Regions from separate parts of the Callithrix jacchus genome. Here region 2 is linked to region 1. The links are chromatin contacts, called in public Hi-C maps. All regions are on one chromosome and are shown on one strand. The core of a region is the stretch at or near the end of the contact, and the rest is flanking DNA. Distances in the headings are between cores, read along the strand shown.

What was found. A called contact is a pair of places that touch in the nucleus more often than the background predicts.
Region 2: a contact with region 1 is called in a Hi-C map of induced pluripotent stem cells, with 1.8 times the contacts expected there. The contact joins the enhancer-like site here to the promoter of LDLRAD3 in region 1.

Annotation. Positions count from the first base shown.
Region 1 is chr10:101,300,342-101,304,488 of calJac240_pri, forward strand. It overlaps LDLRAD3 (low density lipoprotein receptor class A domain containing 3), which reads left to right and starts at 1,913. Exons shown (of 6, transcript XM_078340851.1): 1 at 1,913-2,142.
Region 2 is chr10:101,405,923-101,409,863 of calJac240_pri, forward strand. The region is part of intron 2 of LDLRAD3 (low density lipoprotein receptor class A domain containing 3); the gene reads left to right. Among named protein-coding and RNA genes, the nearest start is that of LDLRAD3, 110 kb to the left of the region's middle. Within about 2 kb of position 2,274, at least 2 of the 16 cell types and tissues checked have an H3K27ac peak or open chromatin away from gene starts, as enhancers often do.

The sequences.
Region 1 (4,147 bases), core at 663-3,162:
ATGGAATGCTTTGTGCTTTGGATGAATTCTGAAGAACTGGGGAAGAGGAGAGTAATGAAGTATAAAGAATGGTTTCATCTCCTGCCTAGCTGATATGGTGAGGAGGAGGTTGGGAGTGATTTAGTATAATTATAAAAACAACAGTTGGCCTTAAATAAGGTTTTACATTAGTCCAAATGATTTCAAAGACATTAATATATTTAAAAGCGTGTGCCTGTGTGTATGAGAGAGAGAAAGAGAGAAACAGAGTCAAACCTGGAAAGTAAGGAAGTTGATGCCCACAAAGAAACCTAAGGAAACAAGAACTATAGTGCTGGGTCAGTTGCATTATCTTTCCATAACCCTAATGTTTGGAGGCAAATGGGCAGCTGTAGGAGAAATTATTTGCGTATTTGCCTCCTCAGGTATTATTAGCAAAGGGTGGAGGCCTCTTCCCAAGAAGCTACCTGGAACAATGCACATACCCACATGTAAGGGAAAGTTTGCATAACATTTTAGGGGTTTTAAAACTCCCTGAAGCCCATGGGACAGTCTCCTTAATATTCATCCATCCTGGGCCAGGCGCGGTGGCTCACGCCTGTAATCCCAGCACTTGGGGAGGCTGAGGTGGGTGGATCACGAGGTCAAGAGATCGAGACCATCCTGGTCAACATGGTGAAACTCCTGTCTCTATTAAAAATACAAAAAATTAGCTGGGCATGGTGGTGCGTGCCCGTAATCCCAGCTACTCAGGAGGCTGAGGCAGGAGAATTGCCTGAACCCAGGAGGCAGAGGTTGCGGTGAGCCGAAATGGCGCCATTGCACTCCAGCCTGGGTAACAAGAGCGAAACTCCGTCTCAAAAGAAAAAAAAATATCCATCGATCCCAGGATAAAAACCCTAATGCCGTATTATTTAGATAATTTATTTATATTTTCCATATGTACTACGAACTATGGAACTTGCTAAACTTTCCTCCAATACATCACATTTTTCTCATTATCTTGAACGATGATTGGTATTTTAAAATTTTGACCTGATTCATTTTAGCCTTTATGTTTCCAGACTACAGCAGGCAATTACAAAGTAAAGTAGTTGAATCTTAACACCCTTGAGATGGTCTCCAAAGCATCCCAAATCCGATGCAGGCATCCCTTTTATAACTGCCTCTGCACCCATGCCTTTCCCTTTCCTTCAGTCAGCTTCAGTTTGTATAAAGCAAACTTGCCTCGTTTGAGGGGTGGATTTTAGGGATGCAGTTCTAGTGTTTTGACAAATGTATACAGTTGTGAAACTACCATGATAATCAAGATTAGAACAGTGGCACTGCCCCCAAAAGTTTTCAGTTGTTCATCCATTTATCAGTTGATGGACAGTTGAGTTGTTTTCAGTTTTTGGCAATGATTTGTATCAGTCTTTTGCTTTTGCTTTTCTTGTTGGGGGGGGATTGGGGAGAGTGGAGCACAAAAGTGTCATCCCATTCTTTCACCATCTAAGTCCTTCGGGGCTTTTCACCAGTGCTCTCTGGAAGCAACTGCATTGGTGCAGCTATATTTTTGAATTTGGGTATCTGCCTTTCGTTACTTTCCCCCCCTCCCGAATTGGGTTTCAAACGTTCAACTGGTCAAGGTGGACACTATGCAGACGAAATGACTCACGTGGTCCAGGTGTGTGCATGGAAGGTGTCAGCTGCTCTTACCTGTGGCTCCTGGATCATCCGCTTTGGAATCAGCCCCAATGTTGTTAAAAACGCAGAATCTCAGGCTGCACGCCAGATCTACTGAATCAGAGTCAGTATTTTAACAAGACCGTCAAGTGTGCCGGATGCATATTAAACTTTGAGAAGCACTGGTATTCCACACTTGCTACTAAAAATATACTACAATTTTCTCATAAGATTTAGCCCTTTATTTTAACGTTTTCTTTCTCTCTCTGGAGTAAATTCATTTTGTAGTCGAGTAAAGAACTCAAGTTTGGGTCTGAGCGCTGCATCCTCGCTGGATGTGGAAGCAAAGGCAGAAATGAGAGGGACAAAAGGAGGCAGAGAACAGAGCCCAGGCTGTTAGGCTATCCTCGCGGCCAGACCCGGGAGGCGATGAGAGACCGAAAGAAAGGCTGGACCCTCCGCCCCGCTCGGCGGCCCCTCGGAGCCAGGACACTCAGGGTAGGATGCGGGCGGCCACGCGCAACCCAGGCGCTGGTAAAACTTAGCGAAGCCGGGGCCGGGCCGGGGGCCGGAGGACGGGCGCGCCGGAGGAGGGACGGGCGAGGGGGCGGGGCCGGCGCGGCGAGGGGCGGGGTCAGCGCCGAGGCCGCGGGGGCAGCAGCGGCGCCGGGCAGCGGGAGCGGCGGCCGCGCCATGTGGCTGCTGGGGCCGCTGTGCCTGCTGCTGAGCAGCGCCGCGGGTGAGTCGGGGGGCGACCGGCGAACTTCCCGCGGGGCGCGGGGCGCGGGGTGCGGGGCGCGGCTGTCGGGTGCCTTCGCGTCCCCTCCCGGGTGCGGGCCGCTCTCCGGGCGTGGGTGTGCGCGGAGGGCGGACCCCGGCGCCGGGCTGGCCGGGACCCTGCCGAGGGGCCGCCGCGGGGTGCGCGCCGTCCTATTGTGTGGGCGTGCGCGCCGGGTCGTGTTGTGCTGCGCGCGCGGGCGGGGCTCTGTGTGCAGCGGGGGTCTGGGGAGCCCGGCGGCTGCCCCGATTGGGCGTAGCTTGAGTGTGGCTGTGTGTGTGAGGAACGGAGGCGGGTGAGGAGAGAAGTCTTCCCTGATCTGCTCTTCCCACTCTTCCCAGACGCCCGGGCGCGGGCGGCTGCGTTAGCTTCCTCGGGGCCTCTTCCTGAGTCTGGCGTGCACTCCGCGCCTCAGTTTCCCCACCTGCCCGGAGGAAGGAGTAGCAAAACCGCTTCCTTTTATTCCTCTCTGGGACTGTTTGGTTTGGGTAAAGTGAGTTGCAGCAGGGCCAGACCTGGGAATTGCTCATTTTTCCCACTGATCCTGGGAACGGAAGCTTCATTTAAGATGTCTGACCACCCTCACTTGCCCAGCGATGGGCGCCCTGACTGGCGAGGGGCGCTGGGAGAGGACATGGAGCTTCATCCGGCAGCCCTTTGAACCTGGCATCACCACCACGTGTGCATCCCGGGGCCTGGACCGCAGCAAGCCTCCTTCCCTTCCAGACAGCGTGCCGTTCCCAGGAACTTTTCTGCTGATGTGGGCACGCTCCGAATTCCGGCCTGGGAGCCCTTCCTCCTCTGCCCCTGCCCGCTCTCCACAGCTGTCAGCTGTCCCTCCTGTTCTGGGCCCGCCCTTGGCCCCTTGATGTTTATTTCTGGGCATCTGATGCCCAGAATGTGGGTGACAGGGCCCAGTGAACTTTTTTCTGTAGACTCTTGCCTGCCTGGCATTTGTGCCATCCACATGTCTAATAGATGCCCGGTTTTGCCAAGTGCTTCTAGCAACTTGCCTGTCGAGGTATCTTTGGTGATGTGTGGGTTTGCTAAGTTGAGGGTCATTTCATTCTGAGTTGTCCCATGGAGATATGAATGCGTTAAAGGGAAATCTCCCCTCTTCCTTGATGTTCCTGGTCCTGGGCATCCTCACAGCCCACTGGGCAGCCTTTACTGCTCTCAGACCCATGATGTCATCTCCACACTTCTGACACTCCATTTAGATGCTTGTAGGTTTGCTGGGCTTCCAGGGAGGGGTGAGGCGTTCTGGTGGCTGCTGTAGATTTTTAACCAGGTCTGGGTGAGAGTGCCCTATTAGGCCAGCTGGGGAGAGAGTTCCCACAGGACATTGGGCAGCCAGGAGCAGATGTGGATGGTTTGGAGGCTGTTACAGCAGGTCGATTTCCAGGATGTCTGCAGACATGAAGACCTGTTTGGATTCACAAATTCAATTTGTGTAGCTGTGGTATGTCCTCTGATAGCACCTGAGAAGGACAGAATGGAAGCTGGCTCTTGTGTGTGTCCTGGGAGAGCCACTGTGGCCAAATGGAAACTGCTATTTATTGCATCTCCCAGTTGCTACTGGGTTACTTTGAGTTGAGTTTCTATCTCTGCAAAAATAGTTGCAAAGTTAATATTGTCCCTCTCTGGTCAGCTATTTAATGTGTATGTACATCTAAAATAGGGCTAAAATAAATAAAATGGTTATAGTGGGGAGCAGAGGGGTGG
Region 2 (3,941 bases), core at 1,024-3,523, 110 kb after region 1:
AGGAGTGGGCTGGGGGACAGCCTAGGATGGGGAGCCCCACTCTAACTACAATGCTTTCAAGTTCCCGTTGACACCCCACCCCCTGCCCAAGAGGTGAGAAGAATCAGACTATCTACCTGGGGTCCTAGTGTCTTCTCCCTTGGAGCTGGGACAGAAGATCCAAGACTCTGGGTGGGAAGAACTTGAGTCAAGTGTATTGGGATAAGGCTTCCCAGACCCTAGAGAAAAACTGGGAGGAACTAATCCAATTCGGTATCTTCCAGGAGAAGAGTGACTGTTTCATTTTCTGAAGTCACGAAATCCCCAGTTCTTAGAAAGTTTGTTTCATTATTTAGTTAAGTCTCCTATCACATATCCCTGCTGGTGCCATTCTAATCCTATTCTGGTGGTGACAGGGAGAATTGGATGCCATCTGTGAGAATCCCACCAGGCCTCTTCCAGCTCCCGTGTTCCCTCCTAGGTGACAGCAGCTGTTGTTTGGGACCTGCCACTGCTTTCTTGGAAACTACCAATTTAAATGCCAAATTAAATACCAAATTAAATGCTAATATTAAACTACCAAAGTAAATGCCAGCTGAGAAGTGAGTGGCATGGAGTCGTCTTAAAGTCATCTTTTAAACCAGGTCTTTTGCACAAATACCATCTTGCTTCCATCTCCCCAGTCTTCTTCCTCACTTCCAGCGAGCTTAATTATCATCAGCACTGTGTGCTGCCTTTTCTCTGCCTGCAAGGGGAGAATCTTAATGAAATAGCTCTGAGCTGGGGGTGTCATGTTTCTGTGTTTCTGGAATGAGTGTGGCCAGGTTGCCTGGGCCCCTGTCATTCCAGCATTCTCTCGTTGCCAGGATTTGGCTGTAACTGCAAAATATAGTCAGTGGTAACAGGCTTGGTAATTGCTAATAAAATTTAAATGGCTGCAAAATCACAGAACATAAAAAAAAATTTTCTCCTGGCACATCCAGACAAATCTTGCTGATCCAATTTAGGGTGTGCAGTCTTTATTTTTATTTTTTAATTCAGACTTGCACTTTTATCTGTGACATAGCTAGTGTGCAATTGCCAAACAGCTTTTTAAAAAAATCATGAGGCAGATGAGAAAATAATAATTAAAAAAAAGAGGATGTAGTGTGTTCATATAATGCAGACACGTGACAAGGGAGCTTCTTTCACTAGTAACACTTGAATATTAGTTTTCTAAAGGTTTAGAGTGGGAGGAGATGGGGGTAGAGAATCTTTGAAGTCAAAAGGTAACTGCATACCCCTCTTTAGAAAGCATTTCAGAAACTTTCAGCTTTTGACTTGGTTAATGCCATGCTCTTTTCTCAGATCACTATAAGAGGAGTCACATAAAATGTAGGGAATGTCTTAGGGCCAAAAGGCCGTCGTGTCTCCTAGAATCAGTGATTGGAAAGTAAAGGACTTAGATAGGTTACATTGAAGGTATTCCATGTTCTATGGCACTGCAGAGCTTCAGGTTAATTTCAAATTAAAATACGGTCTCTGACTCCTGGAAAGCATCATTTGCATGTACCTGGGTTATTTGTTTCTGTCATCCATGACCTTCATTTTGGTGGGATAAGCGTGGAAAGGCAAAAAAAAAAAAAAAAAGTCAGTGTCTCAGATGCTCCATGGGATTTAAATATATAGGGTCTGAAGACCAAGATCTTGGCTCCTACTGTCTCTTTTTAAGTGAAGGATTGTTTGCTTCTCCTGCTCTTTTGGGATTTAGCAATAAAGCCTGTGATGTTTACTGACCTCTGAGAGGGAGATGAGGAGAATAGAGCCGAACATTTTGTTTATTTGGAAGAAGGAGGAAGAGAGTCCATCCTGTTGCCTGCTCGAATCACATAGAGAGTTAAGAGAGAGTGCTTCAAAGATGAATTGGACATTGTTGAAGGAGTAGGTGATGGTGGTAAGGAGGTTTCCATGATCCGTGTTTTCCCTTGGCTGTTTCGAATATTTTAGCCAATGACAGGTAAACTGTAGCAGGATCCTGCTGGTAGCTGTTCCTTTGTTCCCGAGCCTGTGCAAGCCCATCATCATCACTCTGCTGCACGTCCGTAGATGTTGTCCTGTTGAGCCCTGGGCAGTGCCTGCTTTTTGATGCTCAGACCACAGTCACACTGCTGTCAGTCCCCAGGCAGCAGAGCAGGCAGTCTGGTAGGCCACTAAGTGAAGCTGTCAGATGACAGGGAGCAGATGGCCCTGAACATGGTGGGTCTCTGCCACTTGTCTGACATTAAAATCCAAACTGGGGCTGTTCCCAGTTCCCTGGAATGGAGGCCACTGGCCAAACTGATGCTGTGAAGGGAAAGTTGACTGTAGTTCAGTGATGACAGTGCTGGCTGCCTTGATTCAAGGCCTGGCTGCTGCATCCTCTCCATTTCTTGTCACTGCTGCTGCTCAGAGCCTATACTGAGTGTCCCTTTAGATGGGTTTAGAGTTGAAGACCCCCTACTTTATTTCTCCATTTAATCTTCTCAGAGTGCCAATATCTCAGTCCATTCAAATACCACTAACTGGGTGGCTTACAAATAGCAGCACTTATTTCTCCCAGTTCTGGACGGCGCAGGGGAAGTCCAAGACCAAGGCACTGAAAGATTTGGTCTCTGGTGAGGGCTCATGTCCTGGTTTGTCTTCTTGCTGTTTCCTCATATGGTGTAAAGGATGCCTGAGCTCCCTTGGGCCCTTTTTTATAACGGCACTAATCTCATCTAACCACCTCCCAAGAGCCCCACTTCCTCATCCCCTCATATTGGAGACTAGGGCCTCAACAGAAGAATTTCAAGAGGACAAGAACATCCAGTCCATTGCAGGGTGGAAGAACTTTTATGGAAAAGGAAGGCCTAAATACAGCCTTGAGGGTAAAGAGACAAGAGGATGCTGCGTATTTAGGCCTGCCCCTGGTGATTCCTGCGGCTGGTGGGAAGGAAGAGGATAGATTCGGGGTGTCTAGAGAAGTGTGTGGTGGGTCAGGCAGGCAGGGCCACATAGGCCAAGGGAAGGAAGTAGCTGTGTGCTTAGTTGTCAACATGGTCAGAGCGTAGGCTCCAAAGTCAGACGAGTGGGTCAAATCATGCTCTACCTCTTCCTAGCTTTGTGATCCTGGACAAGTTACTTAACCTCTCTGCACCTCAGTTGCCACATCTGTAAAATGGGGTAGGAATAGTTCCTCTGTCACGGGCTGGTGAAGATTAAATGACTCTCTGTAAAGCTCTTAGAAAAACACCTGTGCTACAGTAAGCATTCAATTAAAGTTTGTTGCACTTCTTGACATTGTTTCGTGCTTTAAATTCTTCTGTGTAAAAGTCATGTAAAATTCTTTTAAAAGTCATTTAAATTCTTCTGTGTAAAAGAGTTGTAAATGCTTGCCTGCCACCATCTGACAGTCACCAGACTAACCATAATGACACAACTTCCCAATGTTCTGAACGAATAAAGGGGTACTGGTGTTATCTTGGTGGCTCAGCATGGTGCTGCCAAACAAAAAGAGAGAAAAGGAAAAGAAAAATGAAATGAACTAAGTTTTGAGTTATCTCTTGAATAACCACAAAATAAAGGGCTAAGCTCTTTGCCACCTCGGGCTCCTGGGCTCTTAGGGACAGTGCCCAACCAGTGCTTTCTAAAGTGTGCTTGATGGGTCACCTGACTCACTTGTTAATGTAGATGTGGGGGCACCTCAAAATCTGCTGGAATAGAATTCTTAGAAAGCAGAGCAGAGCCCAGGTATCTGGATCTGAATGAGCAGCCCAGGAGAGTCTGGTGCTCACTCTGTTTTGAAACTCGTCTGTCCTAGGAATAGGCTAAGTCTCAATGAGTGAGGAAGTTGGACAGATCTTACATTGACAGCCTCTGGGTTGAGGGGACGTCTGGCAGAGTATCCCTTCTGCTAAGGCCAGGCAGACACACTGTAGTTAGTAAGTAGCCTCAAAAGCAAACTG